2 separate regions of the Zea mays genome follow, and region 2 is linked to region 1. The links are chromatin contacts, called in public Hi-C maps. All regions are on one chromosome and are shown on one strand. The core of a region is the stretch at or near the end of the contact, and the rest is flanking DNA. Distances in the headings are between cores, read along the strand shown. Region 1 holds the start of sbp19 (SBP-transcription factor 19). Region 2 holds the start of LOC100272582 (cytochrome P450 97B2, chloroplastic).

Region 1 (7,467 bases), core at 3,209-5,708:
GACCTCCAGCCACCTGCTGCCTCCGAGCCTTCCTCTTGACGCGATTCGCGGTCGCACACACCTGATGCCCCGTCTCCCGATGCCACCTCCCTTGCCTGCCGACCTGACGCGCAGAGTTTGGTTGATAACATCACTAAACAATGACATATGCGTACACAAGTGTGACCCGTCGATTGATAACACCAGTAAACAATGATCTATGCGTGCACAAGTGTCACCCGTTGCAACGCACGGGCATTTACCTAGTCTCTTAGAAAAATAGAGTTCCCAAACTAGCTCTTAGCTGGAAAGTTCCTCCGTGGGAAGTTGTATGGTGGTTTGTCTGGTTGGTTGCTTGTATTGAGACAATTGTGATAGTGACCAAATTGTATGATTCTCCACCCCTAAAATCAAAACAGCTGTTTGACTTGGAGACAAGATTGATTACTTGGAATGATACTATAAATTGTTCTCCTATTATATATCAATAAACACAGACTCACAATACAAACAGCAGTAGGACCTGAAGTGTGACTTCTGATATTTTAACGATGTCAGTATTGAACTATTGATGCAACAGCTTTTTATATATCTATATTCCTTGGACAAACATTGAAGAAGCAAAAACCATATACACACACACAAAATACACGTCCAGATTCATCAAGGACAGTTTCAAAGATATCCAGCCGTTTGACATGATTGTCAGGGCAGTAAAGTGTAACTACAACAGTATCACACTTAAGTTCCAGAGCAGTCACATCACGGGCAAAGAAACAACAGAAAAAATGGGTCAATCACAGGTTGGAACTGCATATTGCACATAAGCTGGCCTAGATTGGGTTCAACTTAATTCAGGTATGGCTAATAAATACACAGATAACATTAACAGATAGATCCTTATGTCCGGTGGTTGGTTGAAGAACTTCTTGCACAAGCTCAGGCCATCTTCAGGGCTATTTATCCAAATGACCAAGTGGCGTGTGTCTTCAACGCTTAATTTATCTGGTTTACACTGAAGAAACTGGGCTCATAGACACTGTTGCTGGTATCCATGGTAAACCGAACCAGCTGAGCCTGAGGCTGAGAAGCTATATGCTGTCCATCACCGCATGACGCTAGACCAGAGTTCGCTCCATGTGATAGATGAAGGTCGCCACTGTTCTCGCTGGCACTAGTGAATTGGATGACGCAAGATGTTTGGTGTACAGGATCGGGCAATCCGCAGGCGCCAACTGACAGAAGAGAGAGAGCACGCTGAAGATCCGGTGCTCCATCGAATTTTGAAGCAGCTATAGACATGTCCGGACCTGCACAACCAATCGTTCAGACTATGTTATACACCCGTCGGGACAACAAATAACATCAATATGCAGAAGTTGCAGGCACAACATGGCAAACGAAATCACATGGTTCAACGAACTAGCATGAAAAACAAGCAGGACTGTACAACAGTCAATTACAATTTCTAACTCTGATGCTCAGAATTATTACATTGGTCACTAGAATAGAAAAATGTAGGTGTGCATGAGTGTCAAATGGACCTGCAGTTTATTAGTAATTTCTAGCAAGAAAAATGAAGTTTATATGTCATCCATAAGCGGGTCATGGAGTAACTATCTCAACAGTGGTCTAGAACTTCAGAAACCTAGAATAGGTGAAACTAAACAAACAAACAAAAGCTACTAAATCTGACATTGATAGAAAAACGTTTTTCCTGGCACTCAAAATTCATCATCGCTAATAACCAAGTCCGAATACCATTTTGGAGAAAATGGTATCAGTCCCTGCAGCATTTTATTTCCCTTAAATCTAACATAATCAAGTGTTTGGATCCTAGACTAATACGTGAATACAACCGATGGTCCAATTCTTGTAGTATTCTTCTTTTTCTGGGAGTAAATTTACTGACTAAAGAATCATGCCACCTACAACAAAACATACAGCTGCCCAGTATGAATGTAGTTATGGCAAGGAGTTCGGCATTCTTTGTTCCACCATACATTCTATGTAGGCTAAATCATATGAACTACAAAAATATTTTGACTTGTAAGTTCACAAGCTTCTGCAAAAAATTCAAAGTACCCGTTTAATAATAATCAGCTTCCCCATGTCTGCAAAACTTTGTAGATATGAGGGAACGGCTTAAAGGTTCCTTTTGTGTCAACTGTCCAAGATGTTTTAGGTAAGTTTCAACTACACCAGAGATTCTTTGCAACCCTTTGTCAACAAATACGGTGAACCCCTTAACAAAGCAAATAACAGCTACTTCCTTGATGAACACATTTCTGCAGCAGGCAAGAATAATGTTTGGGAAATCAAACCTTTCATTGGCCAAGGCTCATCTTTGCCATGGGTAAGTGATGGAACAGCATTGGACACGTAAGATTTATCCAAATGAACTTGTCCAGTAATTGTCCCAACTTTCGTTGACACCTCTCTTATTTCCTTTGCATGAGGGAGCTCAGATGAGCTGTCCCATGGAGAAGTGAAAGGATGGCTAACAGGAGCTTTATTCCAGACAAAACTTATTTGCCTCCTATCATCTGCAGTGGCAGAGAAGTTCAGGGATAAGAACATTTAACTTTATAAATAAGAGGTAACAAGGTAAAATAATAATACAACTGAAGCACGATAATCCTAGTTGCATAGTACAAGATACATACATTACTAAACTTGTTGTGCAAATAGCAGCTTGGGAAATCTGGAAACAAAGAAATGCTTTTATCTTTCCGGAGGAGGCCCCTTCGTTTTCGTCCTGGAAAGTCTGCTTCAACAACGCGCTGAAGCTTCAGATGTATAGATTTAGCCAGGATCTCAAGCTGCAAATATCCTTATGGCTAAGTTCTCTCTACCCCCCCCCCCCCCCTCTCTTTCTTTTCTTTCTCTGCCCTTTTGGTGGTTTCACCTTCTCTCAGTACAAGTTCTCTTTCTTTTTTAATATATACTACCTCCGTTTTTGAATATTTGCTGGCCGCTAGTTTATTTTTGAACTAAAACGCGACAAGTAAAAAAGAACGGAGGGAGTATATTTATTGCTGCTGTAGGGGTTCCCCCTACAGCTTTTGCCCGTCAAAAAAAATGTCTAGTTTAGTTTGTATATATTTCCATGAAGAAACGCAACAGCAACTTATTGCCAAGTATAAAAGATAGAAAGCTTGCCATTTGCGCAACAAGACATCTATTGGCGTTGCTGTACATGCAGCTGGCTAAGAGCCCATCACCACCATTTTGCCAGTGTCCACTGCTAGCAAATTTCAAGCACTACTTAAGTTAAGATATGAACACATTACCGAACGACGACGAAGGCAGCCTTGCAGAGGCAAAGGCGAATGCATCTGGCTGAGGCTTCCGGCGGCGGGCATTGTGATCAGACAGACGCCTCCTGCAGCTCCTCTTCTTCTGATCAAACTCTGACAGGGCATGAAATCTGGGTTACAAGAACCCAAGCAATCAGCAAAAACAATATAGGTCCTACTCATGGTTCATTGCCATGTAAAAGTGCAATACAGGAGATATATATATATATGCCTGCAATCTCCATACAGTAATAATGGGGAAAAATAGACACAGGCCGTAGCCCACAAACACACACACAAAAAAGCTCATCCCAAAAGCATACACATATATCGAGAGCCATGCCAAAACTGCAAAAGGGAAACAGGCATTGCACAGCCATTTCAACCATGCGTAAGATTCTCCGCAAACAAGTACAGCAGTGCTACTAGTGGAAAGGAAGCATCTTTTGTTCAGAGCAGGAAAAAACGCAGTTCCGTACCCCCCCCCCCCCCCCCCCAAAAAAAAAATCAACGCACGCCGTACACGCATAGCATATAGGCATAAATCTAAAGAGACCGCGCAAAAACACCTGCATGTCCAAACCAGTCAACTAATCACGCGATTATTGCAGCGCAAAAGCGCGACCCCATAGGAAGGACGACGGAAGCAGCCGCACAAAGCAAGCGAAAGCAGAGGCCATGGCCCATGGGGGGGGGGGGGGGGGGGTGCAACAGAAAGGCAAGCAAGCGAGAAGACGACGGCGACTGACCGGCTGCACTGCTGGCAGAAGCGCCGCTCCTGACCGGCGACGACGACGCGGGGGGACTTGGTGTGGGCCTCGCAGACGCGGTGCTTCCGGTGGTACTCCTTGACCCTGCTGAGGTCCAGCCCGCACCCCTCCACCTGGCACCTCACCTCGCCGTCGTCGGCCCTGGCGCGCTTCGCCTCCCGCTCCCTCCCGCCGCGCCGCGCCGGGGCGTCGCCGGAGGAGCCCGAGCCCGAGCCCGTGGCGCCGGCGTGGTCTCCTCCCCAGTCCCAGAGGAGCGGAGGCGAGGGCGGCGAGGCGGCGCGCTTCGGGGCCGTCCACTCCATGCGGGGCGACGGCTTTGGGTTGGTCAATTCGGGATTTGGGGGATCGGAGGGAGGTGCGGGGGAGGGGGCCGGAAGTGAACAGTGTGGACTGTGCAGAAGAAGAGACGGGGGAAACGGAATTTGGAATAGAAAAAAAAGGCTGGTCTTCTTTATATTTGGGCCTCCTTTTTTTCTTTATTTTCCACTCACGTTTTTTCGCATCCCAATACTTTTTCTTTGACAACGACTTACGTATCTACAGCCTAGACACTGTTGCACAGTACTCCAAATATAAGACACAACTAAAACACAACAAAATACAGTAAATATGTCTAAAACATGTGTCTTACCATATTCATTATACCAATCAAATCATTCGATAAATTAAAGTGACCAATCAGTTAGTCTCATGTCTTAAACATAGAGCTAAGACATTGTGTATTCGTCAAGATACATGTCTTGAGTTTTTTACATTCACCCCTCTGGACACTCGAAGACACAACTTAAGATACTTACCCTAACGAGAGTCTATGTAACTATGGTTGTCGATGATTAAGAATTTAAGTGTTAAATATAATATATGGTTGGGTGAGTCGATGTTTAAGAATTTAAATGTTAAATATGGTATATGGTTGGATTATGATGTAAATACTCGTTTACATGTTTATAAGTTTTTCTCTGTCTTTTTTTTTCAATGAAGATCTTTTTTGATGGGTAAGTAAATATAAACCGATATATGAGACGAGTCAAAAGAAAACAAAGTGCAGGCCTTTTCACTTGCACAGCTTGGCTGCCTGTATCCTGCGGATCTGCGCTCCAGCGATGAGTTTAGAAATGGTTTACTCGTGAGCCAATGATGCCGGTTGCTTTGCGCTAAGCTGCTAGTGGGCCAGTTAATTAACTTTTAATTAAATATGTTTAGTTGTGACGTGAGAGCGGATCTTGTAATAAATAATAACTAGACAAGTAGGGAGGTCAGAGGTCGTTTTCCTGGCTCCTTTTATTCAGAAAAAGAACAGAACGCACACGAATAAAATTAAAATTCTGCCCTAGCTTCCCCTTCCCTTTTGATTGATTGATGGAGGATCGGTGGATGTGATGTGATGCGATGCGATGCTAGGGTGGCTGTGTGACTCCGACGCCTCCATCCCAAGGCAGATTGGCAGGAAGACTTCGAAACGAGGCGCAATAGAGCCCCCACCCATCCACCCAGCTGATTAGAAGAACATCGGCAAGGCAAGCATACTTGAGTCAAAGCGCGAGCATGAACCTACTACCAAATATCGATCCAGGAGAGCCGACGTCCGTGTAGACTCCAGATCCTATCTGTAAACTAGGAAGCAGGAAGCAAAAGTCATGCACGACACAGATCAGGTCAGTGATCGTATTGAATCTAGGCTTGAGTGAGAGCCATTATGGATATGGGGGCAATTAGAGACGTTCAAGCTATAATATACGTAATACCTCTGTCCTTTATCTACTCATCGATTGATTGAATGAACACAAAATGACAAAAAGAGCAACTCAAACACTAATGGCCATCAACACCTTCTAGCTCTCGTGACCTCATGGCTGGGGTCGGAAGTCTAGCCTAATGATCCTAATCGACCTTTATATCTGTCTACTAGATAAACTTTTGGTGCAAGAATGTCCAAAATCGAGTCTAGCTTATCTGAACTGGATTTTTTAGATCATTTCGAATTGAATATCTCCTAGGTTGGAATCCTCTTAAATTTTGCTCATCATCACCCTTTCTTAGATGTGGTGGGGTCCATGCCCTACGCTTGTACTATTCCTGGTGGGCCTAGACACATTCTTTTGTCTTGTGATAGGTTTATGCTTGGGCATACCGGGTCCCTTGCCCTCTCAATGTGTTGATCCATAAAATCCTCGAGGCATGCGCACTTTTTGCGAGGCGACACCAAAGAGCTTAAAGATCTTAGGGCCGACCAGTAGAGGGTCTGAGTGCCTAATAAGTATCGTCATATGTTTTAGGGACCAAACTGCCTCAAACACTTATACTACGTAATGTCCAAAGGGATGAGGGCCCGCCCAAAAGCTTATCCTCGTGAGTGCCCTAGAGCAAGAGGGGCCCCAGATGTTTTTCCTCATGAGTGCCTCGGGGCAGGATCAGAGAACTGAGGGGCCCCAAGAGCTTATCCTCATGAGCACTCCAAGGTACGAGGGCCCATAGGGGTTTATCCTCATAAGCACCCTAGAGCAGTAGAGGATTCATGGGCTTTAAATTGATAACGGGCCCTTTAGAGCACAAGGCTTTCAAGGGCTTATATATTTCCTTTTCTCAACTTTGTCGAAGCACTACATGCCATGAGCATTGGGAACAACCTCACTCACTATATTTGTCTAATGACAAATCAAGAATAGTGGTGTTGGCGCCGATCTGGGCAACGCCAATCACTAGAGATGTATCGTCTGGCGGTGCCCTCTGCGGCGGCGCAAACGGTCGACGACTCTGGGTCGGACGGTCCATGATCTAGGCGTAGGGAGCCTATCACTGTAGGTGATCACTGTATCTTGCAGAACTCTTGTACCGTGCACGGACCCAGGCCAACCAGTGACGACAAACGTAAACCTCATGTCGAAGTCACAAATGGCCATAACATTCTGTGAAGTGTAGCCGTGCCTCCCAATGTATTTTGCTTGCTCCGACATTGGGACACTTGCAAGGAAGTGACTACCATCGATCGCCCCTATACAGTCCTTGAAATGTGGCCAAAACCTAGTCTCCCTAAGTCTCGAGTGTATCTCAATGAATTATGGATCCTTTGGCCTAATTACATCATTTGACATCCTAAAAAGTGCCTCGAGCACTTCACTGAACTTGTGACTAATGGTTTCCAAAGAGTACCCAAACTTGTTCCTAAGTTGTCTAAATGACTGCGGTTCACCACATGCCCAAAGGAACATTGCTAAGACCTCCTTCGTTGACACACCTCGACTAGCAATGAGGTCGTAATCATTAACTAACGAATCATGTAGTCAACGAAACACGATACAACGCATGCGGAACATATCGTAACCATAGTTGGGTTCTCTCCCACTAATTCTAGATCATCTTCTTCAAGCTCATCTGAAAATGAAGCTGCATCCCTTGGTTGACCTCCTAGAATTAAGGTA
Region 2 (7,429 bases), core at 303-2,802, 130 kb after region 1:
CTATGCACATAGATTAACACAGAGCAATCTGCAGTATTGTGGTCAGTCCAAACTAAAAAAAACACAGAAAATATGATTGGATATCCAACCTTTCTAACCTTTTCTCCTTTGCTTCCAGGTATCAAGGTCAGCGGGTATAAGACCCTTCCCCATTATGGGTTTTAAAATTTCAGCGAGAACTCCCTGATTTCAAGTAAAAAAAATACCATGTAAGAAAGAAACCCGCCAAACTACACCAATTATTATTTATCAGGGAAGTCAACTCTCCACTGACGTAATAATATATGCAAAATGTGGCCATCATGTGTGTAAGGTGGTCATGGTCCAATTCCTTGTATATTCCATAGTTTTTTCAACGAACAATCCTTTTCCTCTAACGAGTTTTCAACAATCCATATCCGACACATGCGAGACAGCATACCTTATCATAATAGAAAGCGTTCTCCCGGAGGATGTGTCTAGCAACGATAGGGTCAGAGACAACAACGAACGATTTGGGTCCAAAAGCAAGCTTGTAGACAGAGCCATGCTGTGAATTAAGACATCATAACACGTCAGTGTTGCAGGGGCTGTGTCTAATCGAATTTTACTACATAGCCATAAGTGGAGAACAAAGGATATCGAACCTATGATAACATGTCAGTGTTGCAGGGTTCAGAAAGGGGACGCGCATTCACCTCGAGGAACCAGTCGTAAAGCGAGAAGAAGAGGGGCTTGCCGAAGAGGTCGGTGACCGCGCCCTCAGCGACGGGCATGGCCCCGAGGTTGCCACCGCTGAGGAAGTTGGTCAGCAGGTTGCTGGCGTTGTCGAGCAGGTTCCGCTGCTTCGGCTTGGGCGGCCGCTCCTGCTGCTTGTCGACGCTGGTCGACTGGCACCTGCACCAACGCGGGAATTGGCACGGGCCAGTCGATCAGCCACTCGGTCTAGCGGTGATTATTCTACCAGACACCAACAGTAACTCGTGTGAATTCAGCAGGCGGCACCCCCCAACTGCAGGCTGGAGCCGACAGCCCGTTGTTCCCGGGACCTTGATGGCATAGTGCAGCCGTGCAGGCAACAGATCGAGCACCTGGCGGTCGGCCACGCGTGGACCGCTGCCGGGAACGAGCCGGGAGGTGGGTGAGGGCGCGCACGCGCGCGTACCTGAAGCTGAAGGTGAGGCGACGCCTCCCGTGGGACGCGGACGGCGCTGAAGCCGCGGCGCCGAGACGCGGCGAGGCGGCGGCTGGGCCCTGGAGCAGCGTGGCCGCGGCCATGGCGCAGGAGCCCGGCAGCACAGCTGCACAGCACAGAGCCAGAGCAATGGGGTGGAGCGTGGTCACTGGCCACTGGACCTGAACGGACAGAGATGATAAGGTGGCCGCGCTGAAATTGATTGAATTGAATTAGGCGTGATCGGGAATATCATCGGGCCACGGAGAGTGGTGCGGTCGGCAGTCGGCACTCGGCTGGCCGGTTGCGCGCCGACCACGGAACGTGGTCTGGTCTGGACGGCGCGGTGCGCTGGTCTGGTCCGGCCACCGGCGCCGGCGCGAAACGATACGTGGAGCGCACGAGCCGAAGCGGTGCCATAGTTGGCCAAAAGGCACGTGGTCCGGCAGCCCGGCTTATGGGATCATATTTTGGTCTGATCTGGGCACGGTTAGCACGAAGGCCGTCGAGTCCGTGCAGGCCGAGCCCAACCAGTGGGCTGTGTTTAGGCCCGCTCTAACTGCCAGCACGCCCGTCGGCCTGATATCTTAGCCCACTAGCACCACTTTCTGTAGCCCAACATATATAAGACTCCAGGCCTCACCATTACTGTAACGCTATTCGGGACATTCCCAGCATTGCCAGCAATACTCCAGTAGGCGGCACGGAGACTTTTTCGTTTTTATATTTAAAATTTTATAAAATTTAAAAAGTATATCGTGATTTAAAAAAATTCAAATCTGGGTGCCGGCACGCGGCGGCAGGTACCTGTTATTTTTATATATTTTTAACACAAAGTTTTGTTTTTTTATATCTCTTAACATAGAATAAATTAGAACTAAAAATCAGATATTTTGGTAGAGTACATAATAAAGTACAACTATGATTTTTCATTTGGTTGTTTGATTGCAGGAGAAACTTGATTGCATTATCACCGTTCTAAAATAAAGGTTACTTTTTTCTTAAAAAAATATTTTACTATCTACCTTGACATAGCTTATATTAGTATATAATAAAATTTATGTATTTAAAACATTAAAATAACTTATAATTTAAAATGATTGAAGTATTTTATTTTATTTTATTTTTATATAGGAACGAGGCTGTGACGCATTCTTACCATCTCAATATGACCTCTTTGATGCGTTTTCGTCTTGCTCATGAAACAGTCTTCACATTTTAAAATTCTTGTTAAATCTAAGGCGTTTGAAATTTTGAATGCAAACCGGAGTTACAAAACAAAGGAAGAAAAAGGGCGTTCTTAAAAGTGTAATTCTGTCTGTGGCCTACGCCATAGCCTATGGCCTACCTACTTAGCAGGGGTGGATCCGAAAATAGGATCACTTTTCGGACCCAATTATTTTTTATAATCTACTAAGGTTTGTATATATCTTAGGGGGTGTTTGGTTACAGCGACATAAAGATTAGTCTCTAGTTTTTAGTCTCATTTAATCTTTTTTTTGCCAAACACTACGACTAAAATATGGACTAAAATGATTTAGTCTTTAGTCCTTCACATATGTGCTAAAAGGGACTAAATCATATTAATTCCACATTTACTCCTCATTTAGTTCAATTGTACTAATAGCAGGAGAATGTTAAAGGTCACTTTAATCTTCTTATGAGTCATTTAGTATATTCTTACTATTTTTAGCCCCTAGAAATAAACATATTAGGGACTAAACTTTAGTCTCCTAACTAAACTTTAGTCCCTAGACTAAAGAAACCAAACATGACCTTAGTCTAAAAATAATAAGAATATATGTAAAGATATATGGATCATGCCTTGAGTCCTAGATAGGATGGACCGAAGCTTGTATCCGCCACCGCTCAGGGCTGTCTCTGAAATTGTGGCTTTGGTGCAACACATATTAATGTGTCCTATGATTTCCTATATAGTGTATATGTTGTATTTCTCACTGTAGGAATTAAGTTAATTCCCGTCGGCTAAAAACCGACGGGAATAACCTATAAACCGACGAGAATAACTAATTCCCGTCGGTAACTGGCTAACTCCCGTCGACCTCAAGCCGATGGCTGCCAGGTGTCGGGGATAAACTTATTCCCGTCGACAGCTAACGGGAATAAGTAATCCTCGTCGGCTAGTACTTGGCGGACGGGGATAAGCCTTAACTCCCGTCGGCTACGTGGGCCGACGGGGATAAGCCTTAACTCACGTCGGCTAGGGCTAATCCCTATCGGCTTTTGTCAGGACCGACGGGAGTTAACTTATTCCCGGCGGCCTGTGTCTGGGCCGACGGAAGTTAAATTAAGGCCCGTCGACTGGAAGGTAGCCGACGTGAGTTAAGCCGACCGACGGGAATCTTCAGGATTCATGTAGTGTCTGCTTAGGAATCCTTCAAATCCTGCTACATCCGGTGGTCGGTCAGGAGCACATGAATTCTCTCCTGACACGCGACCACACCTGATGCCTACACAGCTGCTCAGCTTGTCCATCTTTTACGATGGCGACGAACGCGAGAGAGATTAGCTAGAGCTATCGCCGACGGTGGGCATTGTCCTACGCTGATACGCGCGAAATCGCTAAATCAGAGTCGCGTCGCGTCCTACAACGCTAACTTTCTTCCGAGATTTGACCGGGTCATCTGTTATGAAGACGATCATATCCTTTTACACACCATGATTTTGGGGCCCTAGAAAATTTGGGGCCCTATGTCGTTGATCCACCTGCACTACGCAAGGGACGGGCCTGGTGACATTCGCCGGTGGTCGGTCAAGAGCACATGAATTCTCTCGTGACATGTGACCTCGCCTGATGCCTACGCAGCTGCGCATCCATCTTTTGCGGTGGCGACGAACGCGAGAGGGATTAGCTAGAGCTATCGCCGACGGCGGACACATCCTATGCTAATACGCGCGAAGTCGCTAAATCATAGTCACATCGCGTTCTACAACGCTAACTTTCTTCTGAGTTTTGGCGGGGTCAACTGCTATAAAGACGATCATATCTTTATGCACACCAGAGTTTTGGGGGCCTAGAAAATTTGGGGCCCTATGTCGTCGATCTACTTGTACTGTGCAAGGGACAAGCCTGTTTGAGCAACTCCAACCATAAGCCTTATAATTGGGGCATATATTTTGATTTAGGTACCAATTAATTTATTTAGGGTCCAAACTGTATGTTAGTTTCCAACCATTGAGCCTTAAACTTTGCATCAAAGAAGTTAAGCACGAGTCCTCGCGCAGCACCAAGTGAAAAAGAGACAACGACTTGGTCCCAAGTTGACGAGTAATTGTATCTATTCTTTCAATGAGCTATAGATAACACCGTATCGAGTTCAACACATATACCGACGGATTGGATGGGCAGACAAGCAGCGCCAGACTCTAGTAAGCGTGGCCCGCCAGAAACTGAACGCCGGAGCGTATGCGCGCATGCAGCAAAGAGATATATTTTTTTACCTATGTTGCATTTGCGGATGCAGCCTCAGCCTGGCTCTATGCAGTTAATCAAACAACAGCTGCTTCTTGGTCAATGCACGCGCTCAGTCTGAACGGATGTGCGCAACATACCAATCACAATGATAGAGATGACAATGAGTACCCGAAACCCAAAAAACCGACAGTAAAGACGGGTATAAGATGATTTCTCTACCCGATGGTATGTTAGTGGGCAAGAATCTCTACCCGTTGGATAGACGGGTACTGACATGGGTTGGTACTACCTATACCCGTGTACATGTGGGTAAAATATACCCGCATAATTACCACTATTATCAATAATAAACACATATAAGCTAAAAGAAAATCCTTCTCCGACTATTATTTATTTAAATACCAAGTAATGTAATCATATGCTTTGTTATATTTTAAGTTGAACTTTTGTTGTGTGTGTTTATTTGACATTTTAATTTATTGAAATATTAGAATTTAAGACCTTTATAGTGGGTACGGGTTATCCGGCGGGATAAAATTATCGGTGCTGGTACGAGCATGTGTAAGATTTTATACCCGCTCGCGGATATAAGTCACCCGACGAGACGAGTATACTTTTTTATTGATGGGTACAAATATGGAATGATACTATCTGACGGGGTATATACCCGTTACCATCCCTAAACACATATAATAGGCTATTGAACAAACTGAATGTATGCTTACCAAAGCAACAACAACCTATTGAACACATATAGCGCTAAATGTCTCGACAATTTACTGGACAATAAGCTGATAATGACATGGACAACATGTTTCTTGCACTTGATAACGGGATGAAAAAAGCAAAACCCTATTGCTCACTTTGAGCGTAGCTCCTACAATACGTACTCCCAATTGTACTCCCAATTGTTAACACAAATAGGACAAAGTTTATGTAGTGGACAACGAATAGGACAAACAACAACTGAATCAACCAACAACCAGGTGGAGAGAAGGAAGACGGACTAGGGAGCGCAAGAGGATGGAGAGGGACAAGGGCCTTCTACGACGCCGGGATAGAGAAGGAAGACGAACCTGTGAGGCGGGAGGATGGAGAGAGCCGAGGGCCTTCTACGACGCCGAGATGGGAACAAGAGCGCTCACGATCTGATCTGAGAACAGGACAAACATGTGGCAGCGAATTGGGAGCATATTGGCGACAACTGGATGGGAGATGGTGGCGACGAAGATACATATGAAATGTCTGTGGAGGTTGGAACAACGCGAATCGTATAGGGCCGTCGCTCTCTGAGTCGCAAAGATGCTATCCTTCAAGTTGGACCTCAAAAAGTTTAGATAAATTTCACTAAAATAAGATTATGACCCTATATTTGAATTTGTTTATGTTTAGTGTTCCTATTAGAGTTGCTCTTAGGCTCTCTCCAAGAGATCCTCGTCAAAAGCCCATAATTTGTACCTATAGAAGGAGAATAGTGGAGAACAAATCTCCTGTATATATAGGAGGAGCACTATACTCTCTATATATGTTAATTATATCATTTTTTGTGAAATTAATTATTTTAAGCCACGTGATACGATAATAATGTTTTTACGACAATATAAATACTGTAGTTTTTAAATTTCAAAAATGTTAAATCACTAAGCTACAATATATAATTAGAGATATAAAGAGAAAATGGTTGAGATGTTTTATATACGTACCAGATAGATTCTTTTAAGAAAAATAGTAAAATATATTAGAAAATATAAAAGATATAGGAGGCTAAGGTTTTTTTTCAACAGATAATATAAAATACTAATTCTACATTGTAGATATCATTGCTTATAAAATAAAGTTTGAAATAAAAAATAATGTTAGAGATGTGACATGAGAGCTACTGGAGATAGCGGATAGCAGAGAAGATGTAAAGTGGGAGTGGTTGGTGACCGTCTTACCAAAGTACCAAACCCTTCACCCTTCAGGATCAACTGATCAAGTCAATCCTGCAGTATTTGCAGAAACCCCCTCCAAACCCAACGATCGTATTCAAACAACCCCTCGGCACCCGTCTCCGGTCTCCCTTCCGTCATTGCGCGTCCCACCTTCCGTCCCCACAATTTCCGCTCCCCTCACGAGCATTTCCCCCGCCTACCCGTCGCCGACGGCCATGGCCCACCTCCAGCTCACGGCGCTCGCCGGCGGCGCCGACGACGAGATGGAGGAGGTCGCGCTGCTGGGATCCTACGACGAGGAGGCCGGGGTGGGGCCGGAGGCGGAGGGGGACCGGGCGGAGGCCGGCATGCGGCGGGTGCAGGTGCGCGTAACCGGCATGACGTGCTCCGCGTGCACGGGAGCCGTGGAGGCCGCGCTCTCCGCCCGCCGCGGCGTGCGCCGCGCCGCCGTGTCGCTGCTCCAGAACCGCGCCCACGTCGTTTTCGACCCCGCGCTCGCCAAGGTCCGTCGGCTGGCCCCGTGATCCCTCCGCTCTCCTTTCTCCGTCCATCCCGCGCGCCCTCTCGACGGATAGTTTTTTTTTCTTCCTAGCGCTGTGGGCTACAAATTGTGTGGAGTCGTGGCGCTGTGTTGCGTTGCGCTGGGGAAATTGAGGGGTTTGGTGGCGGGAAATCGAACTCCGGCCTGTTGGTGGATAGGAGATGTACGTGTCTGCTTCGCTTCGTTTCATCTTAGAGGAGGTTCAGAAGCACGTAACTCGGTAACCGTTTGAATTTCTTCTCTCTTTTCTTCTGGTTGAAGCTGGTGGTTTGAATTCGTTGGACCTGCAGATAGTTGATGCTGTTGGATAAATGTTTCCTGTGTTTGGAAGCTTTATCACTGGGATCCATGCCCTTGTAAATCAC

Evidence for each region. A called contact is a pair of places that touch in the nucleus more often than the background predicts.
Region 2: a Hi-C map of ear shows a contact between it and region 1, with 2.4 times the contacts expected there. The contact joins the promoter of LOC100272582 here to the promoter of sbp19 in region 1. A contact is called at or near these places in 8 of 25 Hi-C or Micro-C datasets (ear, endosperm, leaf and 3 more).

Annotation. Positions count from the first base shown.
Region 1 is chr4:244,185,228-244,192,694 of Zm-B73-REFERENCE-NAM-5.0, forward strand. It overlaps sbp19 (SBP-transcription factor 19), which reads right to left and starts at 4,459. Exons shown (of 5, transcript NM_001138620.1): 1 at 4,028-4,459; 2 at 3,273-3,409; 3 at 2,646-2,746; 4 at 2,304-2,525; 5 at 663-1,289. The coding sequence starts at 4,350. The coding sequence ends at 2,508. It also overlaps the pseudogene LOC127151786.
Region 2 is chr4:244,319,437-244,326,865 of Zm-B73-REFERENCE-NAM-5.0, forward strand. It overlaps LOC100272582 (cytochrome P450 97B2, chloroplastic), which reads right to left and starts at 1,553. Exons shown (of 14, transcript XM_008681697.4): 1 at 1,145-1,553; 2 at 678-876; 3 at 422-529; 4 at 99-183. The coding sequence starts at 1,257. It overlaps LOC100501149 (Copper-transporting ATPase RAN1), which reads left to right and starts at 6,678. Exons shown (of 9, transcript NM_001195948.1): 1 at 6,678-7,026. The coding sequence starts at 6,739.